Linked DNA regions of Callithrix jacchus: region 1 is linked to region 2. A link is a contact called in public Hi-C data. All regions are on one chromosome and are shown on one strand. The core of a region is the stretch at or near the end of the contact, and the rest is flanking DNA. Distances in the headings are between cores, read along the strand shown. Region 1 holds the start of YWHAG (tyrosine 3-monooxygenase/tryptophan 5-monooxygenase activation protein gamma). Region 2 has its middle 14 kb from the start of HSPB1.

Region 1 (5,612 bases), core at 32-2,531, 40 kb before region 2:
TAGGGCTTGGAACACAGTAGCTTCTCACAGATAATTGTTGAATAAAGTAAATACAATGTGCAGTCAAAACTATGGGGCCTGTAGGCATAGTCGCTCACGTCTGTAATCCCAGTGCTTTGGGAGGCCAAGGCAGGAGGATCGCTTGAGCCCAGGAGTTTGAGACCAGCCTGGGCAACAAAGCTAGACCCCTGTCTGTACAAAAACCAAAACAAAGCAAAAAAATTATGGTATCTGCAAGCTATGTGGAATATTAAGAAAGGGAAGCATATGAAAGAGAATATATCAGCATGACATCAGTATGTATGTATGTTTTGGGAGGGGAGAGAAGGCTGGACAGCCAAGCCCTAGACACAGCCCAGTTAGGCGTGGAGTAGGCTCCTGGTAGCTGAACTAAATCTTTAGTACTCCACCCTAGAGAGGAAGAAGGGGTCCTCCAGGGTCAGCCAGCAGACAGCTGCATCCTTTCTGGAAACCAACCAGTGTGGCCAGGCGGTATTTGTTTTCACCTAGTCAGACCCAAGAACCTCAAGGTGGGGTGGGGGGGTTAGCGGAAGCTCGTTGGGGGAAGAGGTGACAGTCCCCAGGGTCTGGCTGCTTAATTCAGCCATCCCGCGGGCAGGCACCACACTGTGAGTCTGGATCTGCAAGGGACGCGCCTCCTGTCTTTCCCACACCACGATCTACTAAGCGATCTCGGAAACAGGGTCTAGGACTGAGGCCCCTGACCCCTCCTCTCGTAATTTCCCGTAGAATTTGGGGCGGGGCGGTGAATCAGCACTCGCAGGTACCGATGCAGCCCTGATCCCCGCCAGGGGTCCCCAGCGGCCTCGGGATTCGAACCAATCCCACCACCCCTCCCCGTTCGTCCTCCTGTGCCTGCGCGCTACGTCCGCTGGGAGTTGTAGTATTGACCGCCCCTTTGTCCTTGGTCTTGCCAACGCCTCAGCCCAAGGCAGGTTGAACTACAATTCCCAGAGGCCCATGCGTCGGAAGCCTGGCGTGCTGAGGGCTCAAGGGGAAGGGATAAGGGGGCGTCTGGAGAAGCTGGGGCGAGGGAACTGAGGAGTGAAGCGAATAAAGGAAAGCGTGGGGGCTCAGTGGGAAAGGACAGGGTGCCCGAAAGACGCGCAGTGAGCCGAGTTGGGGAGCGGGGAGCCCCAACTGTGGCCCGGCCCGGGCGGGGCCTGGGCGGGGCTTGCGGGCGGGCGGGGACTGGCTGCGTCACGCAGCGTGGGCGGGGCCGCAGAGGGTTGTCCGTCCGTGGCACGCACAGCAGCCGCAGCCGCCTCGCGCCTGGTCCCGCGGTCGCAGCTCCAGCCGCCTACTCCGCGCAGCTGCCGCCTCAGCCGCTTGCCCTGTGGGTTGGTCCCCTCGGCCACTTGGGCTCCAGCCGCGCCCTCTAAGCCCTTCAGGCCGCCCCAGTGTCCTTCTTTTTCTCCGGCCCGACCCAGCTCCGCGACGATGGTGGACCGCGAGCAACTGGTGCAGAAAGCCCGGCTGGCCGAGCAGGCGGAGCGCTACGACGACATGGCCGCGGCCATGAAGAACGTGAGTGTCTCCTCCCCTCCCCCGCCACTCCCTGCCCCTCCGGAGACGCGGTCCTCGGCGTGGAAGGCCCAGGGCTTCATCGCCTTGTCGCGATGGCGGGGTGACTGCACCGTTTCGCTCACTGAGGGGCCCTGGGGAGGGTCCCGAGAGGCGACGGGAACCCTGGCTGTGACGCGGCCTCTGCTGGCGTTCCCGGGGCCCCGCGGCTCTGCCTCTCAGGCCCTGCGCGGGCGCGGGCCGGGGCGGGGTCCTGCGGGCCTGGACTTGGGAGCGGGTTCTCCGGCCCCCGCGGCTCTGGGGGTGCAGGGGACCCTAGCGGGGAGCCGTGCGCATCCTTTGTGCCCCACTTCCCCCCTCCTCCCAGCCTGGGCGTGGGGGCGGGGGACCGCATGGATGCGGTTCCTCTTTCTCTCCCTGGTGTCTGGGCGGCGCCTTTCCCATTCACTCAGCAGGTCTCCCGGTTTTCCGCCTCCCGAGCCCCCCCAAAATCTTCCCCACCGTCTCTCCCGACAGATCCCTGAGAACCTTCCCAGGAACATCGTGTAGGGGGGTCTCTTGAAAACCTGAGCCCTGTGGTGCAAAATCGAAACCACCTTGCTCTCGTTTTTCTTAACAAAAGGCTCCTCTTTCTCCATTCCCCCAAAGCGAGTCCTCCGGCTTTTAGGAAGGGGGAACGTTTATCTCGCTAGCGTTTTCATTGATCGTTCTCAACATGTCATCTCCATCTTATCCCCTAATGTTTTTGTTTTGAAAAGGGTAGGTGTTGCCTCCAAAATAAAAGGTGGCGAATGTAGCTGACTGGTTCGATCTGTGACATAAGCCGTTTCTTTTTTGCATACAGGCACGCGTCTGTTGAAATTCCTATAAGTTGGGGGGAAATATTCTGTCTGATCTGATACTGCAAACAAAGCGGTGGTGAGAGGCAGTGTCAAGTCGTTCCAGAAGATTCTGCATTTGTCATATTGCAGAGAGCCTAGACTGGGTGGAGGCTGGGAGGAGTTATTTTAAAGGGGAAAAAGTCCTTTAAAAATGTTTTTGTTGTTAGATGCCTCTGAGGCTTTTTTTTTAAGCGAGTCCATCTTCCTGCCGATGAAGAGAATCCTGATCCCCAGTTGTCGCATTTTGTCTGGGTCGCAGATTCCTCCCTGGATTGCACCATTTTGTCAGTAATGTCACATTTATCTAATGGGCTGTCAACCAGTTTGATACTAGAGGAGGGGGAAGTATTGAACTTTAGGAAATGAAAGGTTGAAAATTAATTAATCTAATTAATGATTTCTGAGCCCCACTATCTTAATATTTAACTTCCTGCCTTATGTAACAAAGGTTTTCAAATACATCTCCATTGTGAAGTGGATGCTGAAGTGTATGTACCTTGCATGTTACAGCTTTTAAATGAAGCATTATTGATATTACAGGTCAATTCTTGAATAACTTAACCGGTTCTCAGAAGAGGAGAGTGCTGATACCTTTATATTTAAACCAGCCATATTCACAAAGAAAGGTTGTTATTTTATTAAAGAAGAGAATTGGTTCTGAAATTGGGGGTACTGCTGTGGTCACAGTCTCTGTCTTCTAAAGTTTTAATGCTCGAGTGATGTAAGTTGCACTGCTAATAGGTATCAGTATTGGAAATATCTTCAGTTCGTGTTATTTAGACTCTTCTAATTTTTCCATATTTCTAGTTCCACAGGAAAGCGAGTGACCTCGCACCTATATCCATAGCAACCAAGTGATGTCACACAATGACACAGAGGCTGCAATGCACCTAAGGGCTGATAGGGAGTGTGCAAATGGCATTTGTCCAAGGTAATGCAGAAATTAGCCGATAAGCCAGGTGGAATCCAGCTCTTCATATTCCACCAGATAAGAATTAGTCCAAAAAATAAGGATTTCATTTACCCTTAGACATGCAGATCTGTGACCTCTAGCTAGGCCTTGTTCCCCCTATTGCTGGCTTTTTCACAGAAGTTTATAAGATGCTTTTTTATATTTTTAAACATTCATCTCACTTATTTAGAATACTGGGCAGTGATAGAATAAAAGTAGAAATTTTAAGCAAGAATATATTTTATGATAACTGTGCAGAGATGGGATGTATCCTTGAGTTTTTTTGCAGATAATTTGGCAGATTTTAATAAAAACCTTAAAAAATGACTTCCTACTGAGTCGTTTTCAGTTGCTATTAGGGAATGAGAACCCGTTACAAAGCCTTTTAAGTCAAGGTTTGGGAAGTTTGTTTGTTTCTAGATTTGTGCTTCTCCTTTCCAGTATGCAGGAAAGAACAGTCTGTAAAATAAAAACCTTTTTTCAAATCTGCTTCCTGTGACTTTAAGGAAATAGTCTCTGTACCTCATTTTCCTCATCTGTAAAATGGGACAGTACTTGAAAAAGCTGTGCGGATTCGATAAGAAATGTAGTAGGTGTTCCAAAATGGCAACTACCTGAGACATTTTCTTCCTGTTTATAAAAGTCATCATGGAGAATTTTGGAAAGTGCAGAGAAAGAATCCAGTCTTTCCATTCAAGTGAGCTCTCCTTCAAGGCCAGAAGTCATCCATTTGATAGAAGGATTAAAATGTATTTGTATTTAATGAAATTATCCTAGTACTGAGACTGTCGGAGCCTGTGCAGAATGGTAGTTCCACGTGGGTAACCGGGACACAAATACTCTTGTGCATTATTGTGAAAGGAAGGAAATGGGAACGTTAGGCCTTTTAAGAGATATTCAGTCTGGTATTGAAGGAGAGTGAATATCTAGCTGGTTCCTACATGTGAGATGTTAGACAATACTGTCTTGTCCTTTGGCTTTTAATAGTCTCCGGAGAAGTTACTGTTTTAAGTAGGCTACTGGTGCTTGCCTGGGGGTGGGGGAAGGCTCAGGGCTACTAATTTTGTTGAAGTCACTGGGTTAAGCAGTTTAACTCAGTGAGGGGTGGGAGGGCAAAGATGGCAAAAGGCTATCGCAGTTTTTCTAAGTCTTTCCTGGTGGGATCAATGGACTTTAAAATTCTTGCTATCTTAAACATTCCATTTTTCCCTCTAGCTCTTCCAGGAGGCTAGATCAATAGCCCAATAGCCATTATCACTAATGGAGTAATGGAACCTCTGTAGACTCTTCAGAGGTGGAGTTCTGCCAACCATTATTCTAAGTCATGTGGCTTGAATTGTTCTCTTTTTGGGGTTGGAAAGAATACGGATCATACAGCTTGCTTTTCATGTGTTAGCCTTCACAGTAACTGAAGCGGATGTTAAGTGCTTTTTCTGATAATTTTGGAAATCTCCTATGTGTCTTTTGAATTCTACTGAGATGCAACATGGCGATAAATGTTCATCCTCACTGCAGTCCTGGATTAACTGCAGACCTTGGTTAGGATTTCATCTCTTGTACTCAGGGAAGCCTTATTTATTAAGCCAATCTCTAGGTTATTGAAAAGAGTGGAGAAAACGATTGTGTTTTCATCGAGGTAAAAGTCGCAAAACATAACTTGAACATGGTCACGTAAAATGTCAAGTGTGCAGTCGAGTGGCACTGGGTACATTCACAGTGCTGTGCTGCCATCACCTGTGTTCAAGAAATGAGAAAGTGGTTATTTTTAAAAAGTGATGCTGGTCTGGACTATAGCCGGCTGGAATTCATGCCATTACCGATTCAGGAATGTGTCAATAATGGAGTGCCCACAACAGCTCACAGCCAGCGATAATTGTCTCTCCCTTTGTCTTCGTTTTCAAGCGTCTGAACTGAAAAAAAGGGAATTAGCTTGAGCTGAGTTTGTGGTGTATTTCCACTTAAAAAGTTATGGAACTTAAATGCCGGGTAATGTTCACCCGAATAAATAAGAACAATTTACTTGAAATCTGAGCAAACCATTAACTCTTTGGGGATTATGGAAATTTTGCTAGTGTTCCTGGGACTCGTTTTCAGCCCCACCGCTGGCTTTATTATCAGGGATTTGCCCCCTGTGTGGTGGTAGTTTCCTAAGGAGTACAGTGCAGGGCTGAGACTGGGGAGCTGTTGGAGCATGAGGCCCTCGACTGATGGGATGCCAGCGTAAAACATTCAGT
Region 2 (5,150 bases), core at 832-3,331:
ATCTGAAGCCAGATTTTAGAGATGGGGTTTCACTGGTTGTCAGTTTTTTTCTTTTGAGACAGGATCTCGTTCTGTTGCCCAGGCTGGAATGCAGTGATGCAGTCAGTCACAGCTCATTGCAGCTTCCAATTCCTAGACTCCAAGCAATCCTCCTGCCTCAGCGTCCCAAGTAGCTGGGCTACCTTGCCTGGCTAATTAAAATTTTTTTTGCAGAGACTGGGTCTTACTATACTGTGTTGCTCAGGCTGGTCTTGAACGCCTGGGCTTAAGCAATCCTTCTGCCTCGGCCTCCCAAACTGCTGGGATTTACAGGTGTGAGCCACCATGCCCAGCTGGGTTGTCGGTTCTTTAAAACCAGAGTGAAACCTGATTTTTTATTCCACCAGGTTTATCAAAGCAGACTGCCTTCCAAGAGGTGGTATTTTTTGTTTTGTTTTGAGACAGAGTCTCGCTCTGCCACCCAAGCTGGAGTGCAGTGGTGTGTGATCTTGGCTCACTGCACCCTTCACCTCCTGGGTTCAGACGATTCTCCTGTCTCAGCCTCCTGAGTAGCTGGAATTACAGGCGTGCGCCACCACACCGGCTAATTTTTGTATTTTTAGTAGAGATGGGGTTGCACCATGTTTGTCAGGCTGGTCTCAAACTCCTGACCTCGTGATCTGCCCACCTCGGCTTCCCAAAGTGCTGGGTTTACAGGCGTGAGCCACTGTGCCCAGCCCAAGAGAGGTTTTTTTTTAGTATTATAGTTTATTAGGGGTTTTGCCTGCTAAGTTTGCTGAGTAAAGTCTCGGACAAGGAGTGTGGGTAGTGGGCAGATCAAGAGTAAAAAAAATACTCTCTTGCCCTAAATCAGGAGACTACATTAGAAACAGACAAGATAGATTCAGAAAATGAAGGATGACTAAAAGGTATAAAGGACAGAGCAACTTGTAGCTGACTGCAAGCATTTTGGGGTGAGTCTTTTTTTTTTTTCATGTAATCTCCTTAAATACCGCCCAAATCTCCAAGGTCAAACAGATGCCACCTCCTACTGCTGGGGCGGCAGCAAGATGAGTGATAATCATTGCTCCCCATGGTATGTTAGTTAGCACTTCGATTTCTTTCGCCTAGTGGTGACAGAGCCAAAATGAAACTGGGTAAGTACAAAACACAGCAAAATAGCAGCGGCCCCATCCCTCAGGGCTTCACCCACGCACCAACCACAACTGGTCTGGCTGCCCCTGCCCCATTCTTTGGGGTACAGAACGCTGCGATGATGCTGGTTTGCTAAGGCCCCGGAGCTGGGCGTAGGGATTCGGCATCCCTCCTGGTCCAGGTCTGAGTCCCCTCCCTACTCCCACCTGAGGGCACCTGCGGTCCGGTCCCCTGCTGACCCCTCCAAGCTCTGAAGCTGGCTCTCCCCGGGACCGCCTCTTCCGGACCCCGGACTGCAACAGCGCCCTCGAGCCCGGCCACCCCCGGGTCTAACTCATCTGGGAGCTCCATCCTCCGCCCAAACTCTTGAGTACCTCCCTTCCCCAAACGCCCAGACCCCGGGCCAAGGAGGCCTTTTGCTGCTGGCGTCTCCAGTAAAGGGGGGGCTGCTTTGCACCGGCGAGCCGTTCGTCCCTGGCCCCGGTGTGTAATGGCGCACCTCTGGTGCACGGGTTTCTCGACGGAAGCACCGGATTCTCGGACCGCGCAGAGACCAGGGTCCCCGGACTACGCCGAGGCCCGGATGTGGATTGGGCGGGGCCGCGGCTGTGTTCGCAGCCCCGTGCCGGGAGGCAGCCCCCTCCCTCTCAGGCACGGCAAGAGCCAATCACAGGCCAGCGTGTCCCCGCTCCACCAATAGTCGGCCTGTTGCTAGGGCCTTGGTCTTTGCTCCGGAATGGGCCCGCTCTGCTGCTCCAGGGCTTCATTTGTTGCAAACCCGGTCCTCCAGCCACCCGGGAGCTTTATCTCCCAATTTAACCCGCTTCTCTCTCCTCCGTCTTCAGCCTGCACCTTTGTTACGTGCTTGGGAGGGCGGAGCCTTGGGGTCGTGGTGGGTCCTTGGTCCCACGCCGGACCTTCAGTTTCCCTATCTGAACAATGACGTGATCTCTCGTATCCCAGCCTGTATTGGTTTGCTATCCATTCTTACCTACACATCCCTGCTTCTGGAAACAGCCCTGGGAGGTCTGCGTTATCAGCAGATTGCAGAAGAGGAAACTCCTGGCCCCCGACGCACACAACAGCTGGGAGGTTTCTGGTGGCGACCTGGGTCTGACAGGTTCCATCACCTTACACGTGGGCACCATGGTTGCAGCAGTGAGGAAGGGGGCAGATCTGGTGTCCTGGGGACACTGAGGCCTTCCCCCTGCCTCTCTTTGGTATCCCAGGCCCTCCATTGCTAGGTCCCAACCTACCTGTCCAAACTCGGCCGCCGCATGCCTCCTGTGCGCCCTGCAAGACCCTCTGCTCGAATGCCCTTCCCTCCCACGGTCCTGATGGTGATAACTTTGAATTGAACAGCGGCGGCCAGCCAGGGCTAGGGCTGTCCCCCATCAGTCCTGAAAGATGTCAGAAATGGATTAAAGATACCCAATCTCCCCACTTCTCATCTCCTGACATAGAGTTGTATAATCTCAGGCCGAGGGAGACGAGTTGCCCAATTCACTATCAAGGCGGGATTTAGGAATTAAAAATCAATTCCAATGTGGCTGCTGTTTAAAAGGTGGGATTCTGTCACACAGCAATGCCTATTTTCTCTTTCTTTTTTTCTTTTCTTGACGGGGTTTCGCTTTTGTCACCCAGGCTGGAATGCAATGGAACGATCTCAGCTCACTGCAACCTCCGGCTCCTGGGTTGAAGCGATCCTCCTGCCTCAGCCTTCTGAGTAGCTGAGATTACAGGTTCATGCCACCACATTTGGCTAATTTTTGTATTTTTAGTAGGAATGAGGTTTCACCACGTTGGCCAGGCTAGTCTCGGACTCCTTTTCTCAGGTGATTCACCTGCCTCTGCCTCCTAAAGTGCTGGGATTACAGGTGTGAGCCACGACGCCGGGCCTCTTTCTTTTTTAGAGACAGGGTCTCACTCTGTTGCCCAGGCTGGACTGGAGTGCAGTGGTGCAATTATAGGTCACTGCAGCCTCCAACTCTTGGGCCCCCAAGTAGCTGGGACTTACCACCCAGCTGATTATTTATTTATTTATTTATTTATTTATTTATTTTAAGAAACAGGGTCGGCCGGGCGCAGTGGCTCAAGCCTATAATCCCAGCACTTTGGGAGGCCGAGGCGGTTGGATCACGAGGTCAAGAGATCAAGACCATCCTGGTCAACAAGGTGAAACCCCATCTCTACTAAAAATACAAAAATTAGCTGGGCATGGTGGTGCGTGCCTGTAATCCCAGCTACTCAGGAGGCTGAGGCAGGAGAATTACTTGAACCCAGGAGGCGGAGGTTGTGGTGAGCTGAGATCGCCCCATTGCACTCCAGCCTGGGTAACAAGAGTGAAACTCCATCTCAAAAAAAAAAAAAAAAAGAAAAAGAAACAGGGTCTCTGAGGTAGGAGGATCTCCTGAGCCCAGGAGTTCTGGACTGTAGTGCGCTATGCCGATCGGGTGTCCACATTAATTTCGGCATCAATATGATGACCTCCCCGGATCGGGGGCCCACCAGGTTGCCTAAGGAGGGGTGAACCGGCCCGGGTCGGAAATGGAGCAGGTCAAAACTCCCATGCTGATCAGTGGTGGGATCGTGCCTGTGAATAGCCACTGCACTCCAGCCTGGGCAACATAGCGAGACCCTGTCTCTTTAAAGAAAAAAGAAAAAGAAAGAAAGAAACAGGGTCTCATTATGTTGCCCAGACTAGTCTCAGATACCGGACCTCAAGTCTCAGCTCCTAAAGTATTGGGATCACAGGTGAAAACCACTGTGCCCGACCCAATGTCTCATTTTCTGAATAAAGGGCTGTTGGAGGAGGAAGGCTTAAGATCTCAGGATTTGGATTCTCATCCCACCATGTCCTAGTTAGGTGACATAATCTCTCAAGGTATTTAGCCTTTTAGGGGGTCAGTTTCCTTATCTGTAAAATGGGAGTAATACAACCTACTTCAAAAATGTTTAGCAGTGACTGAGTGCTGACTATTTGCTCTGGGCAGTGTTCTAAAGATTCACAGTGGCCAGGTGCAGAGGCTGAAGCCTGTAATCCCAGCATTTTGGGAAGTTGAGGCAGGAGGATCACCAGAGGCCAGGAGTTCCAGACCAGCCTGGCCAACATCGCAAGACCCCGTCTCTACCAAAAATTACAAAATTAACCAGGCATATTGACAAATGTCTGTAGACCCGGCTACTTAGGAGGCTGAGGCAGGAGGATAGCTGGAACCCGGGAATTCAAGGCTGCAGTGAGTCGTAATGGCGCCAATGCACGCCAGCCTGGGTGACTGGGCAAGGTCCTGTTTCAGAAAACAGACTCCTTAGGTATTCATTCGTATAATCGCATCATCTTGCAGATGAAGAAACTGAGAGTTAGCAACACAGCCAAAGTCCCACACTTAAAAAGTAAGTGCCCAGGCCGGGCGCGGTGGCTCACGCCTTTTGTTCCAGGAGGCTGAGGTGGGTTCGAGACCAGACTGACCAACATGGAGAAACCCTGTCTCTACTAAAAATACAAAATTAGCTGGGCATGGTGACGCATGCCTGTAATCCCAGCTACTAGGGAGGCTGAGGCAGGAGAATCGCTTGAATCCGGGAGGCAGAGGGTACAATGAGCCAAGATCTGGCCACTGCACTCCAGCCTGGGCAACACGAGCAAAACTCCATCTCAAAAAAAAAAAAAAAAAAGGAAGTGGCCAAATGGGATCGAATCCAGGCAGTGTACATGAGTTCCTGCAGGCATAACTGCGATTCCATGCTGCCTCTCCGTGGAGTAGGGTTGCAGAGGATTTAATAAGCTAACGAGTGATTGGCAGCTAGCAGGTGCCTCCTAATATGTGCCAGTTCTGATTAGGACCAGAATAGAAACCGTGACCAACTCCCCCTGCAGCAGAGGTGCGACAGGGTGGGGCGGGGGCCCAGGCCCAGGCCTTGGCTGCCAGACCCTTCCAAGGCAGAGAGAGTGGGCTGGGTCCTCCAGGAGGGAAATTCAAGGAGGCTTGAAGGCTCTTGGACACCCGGGGCAGATA

Evidence for each region. A called contact is a pair of places that touch in the nucleus more often than the background predicts.
Region 1: a Hi-C map of skeletal muscle shows a contact between it and region 2, with 2.0 times the contacts expected there. The contact joins the promoter of YWHAG here to the enhancer-like site in region 2. A contact is called at or near these places in 2 of 3 Hi-C or Micro-C datasets (both in skeletal muscle).

The regions. Positions count from the first base shown.
Region 1 is chr2:11,116,220-11,121,831 of calJac240_pri, reverse strand. YWHAG (tyrosine 3-monooxygenase/tryptophan 5-monooxygenase activation protein gamma) reads left to right here and starts at 1,281. Exons shown (of 2, transcript XM_002743951.5): 1 at 1,281-1,548. The coding sequence starts at 1,462.
Region 2 is chr2:11,077,137-11,082,286 of calJac240_pri, reverse strand. No RefSeq gene overlaps it. Among named protein-coding and RNA genes, the nearest start is that of HSPB1, 14 kb to the right of the region's middle. Within about 2 kb of position 2,081, at least 15 of the 16 cell types and tissues checked have an H3K27ac peak or open chromatin away from gene starts, as enhancers often do. A contact at or near this core is called in skeletal muscle, where this site is marked.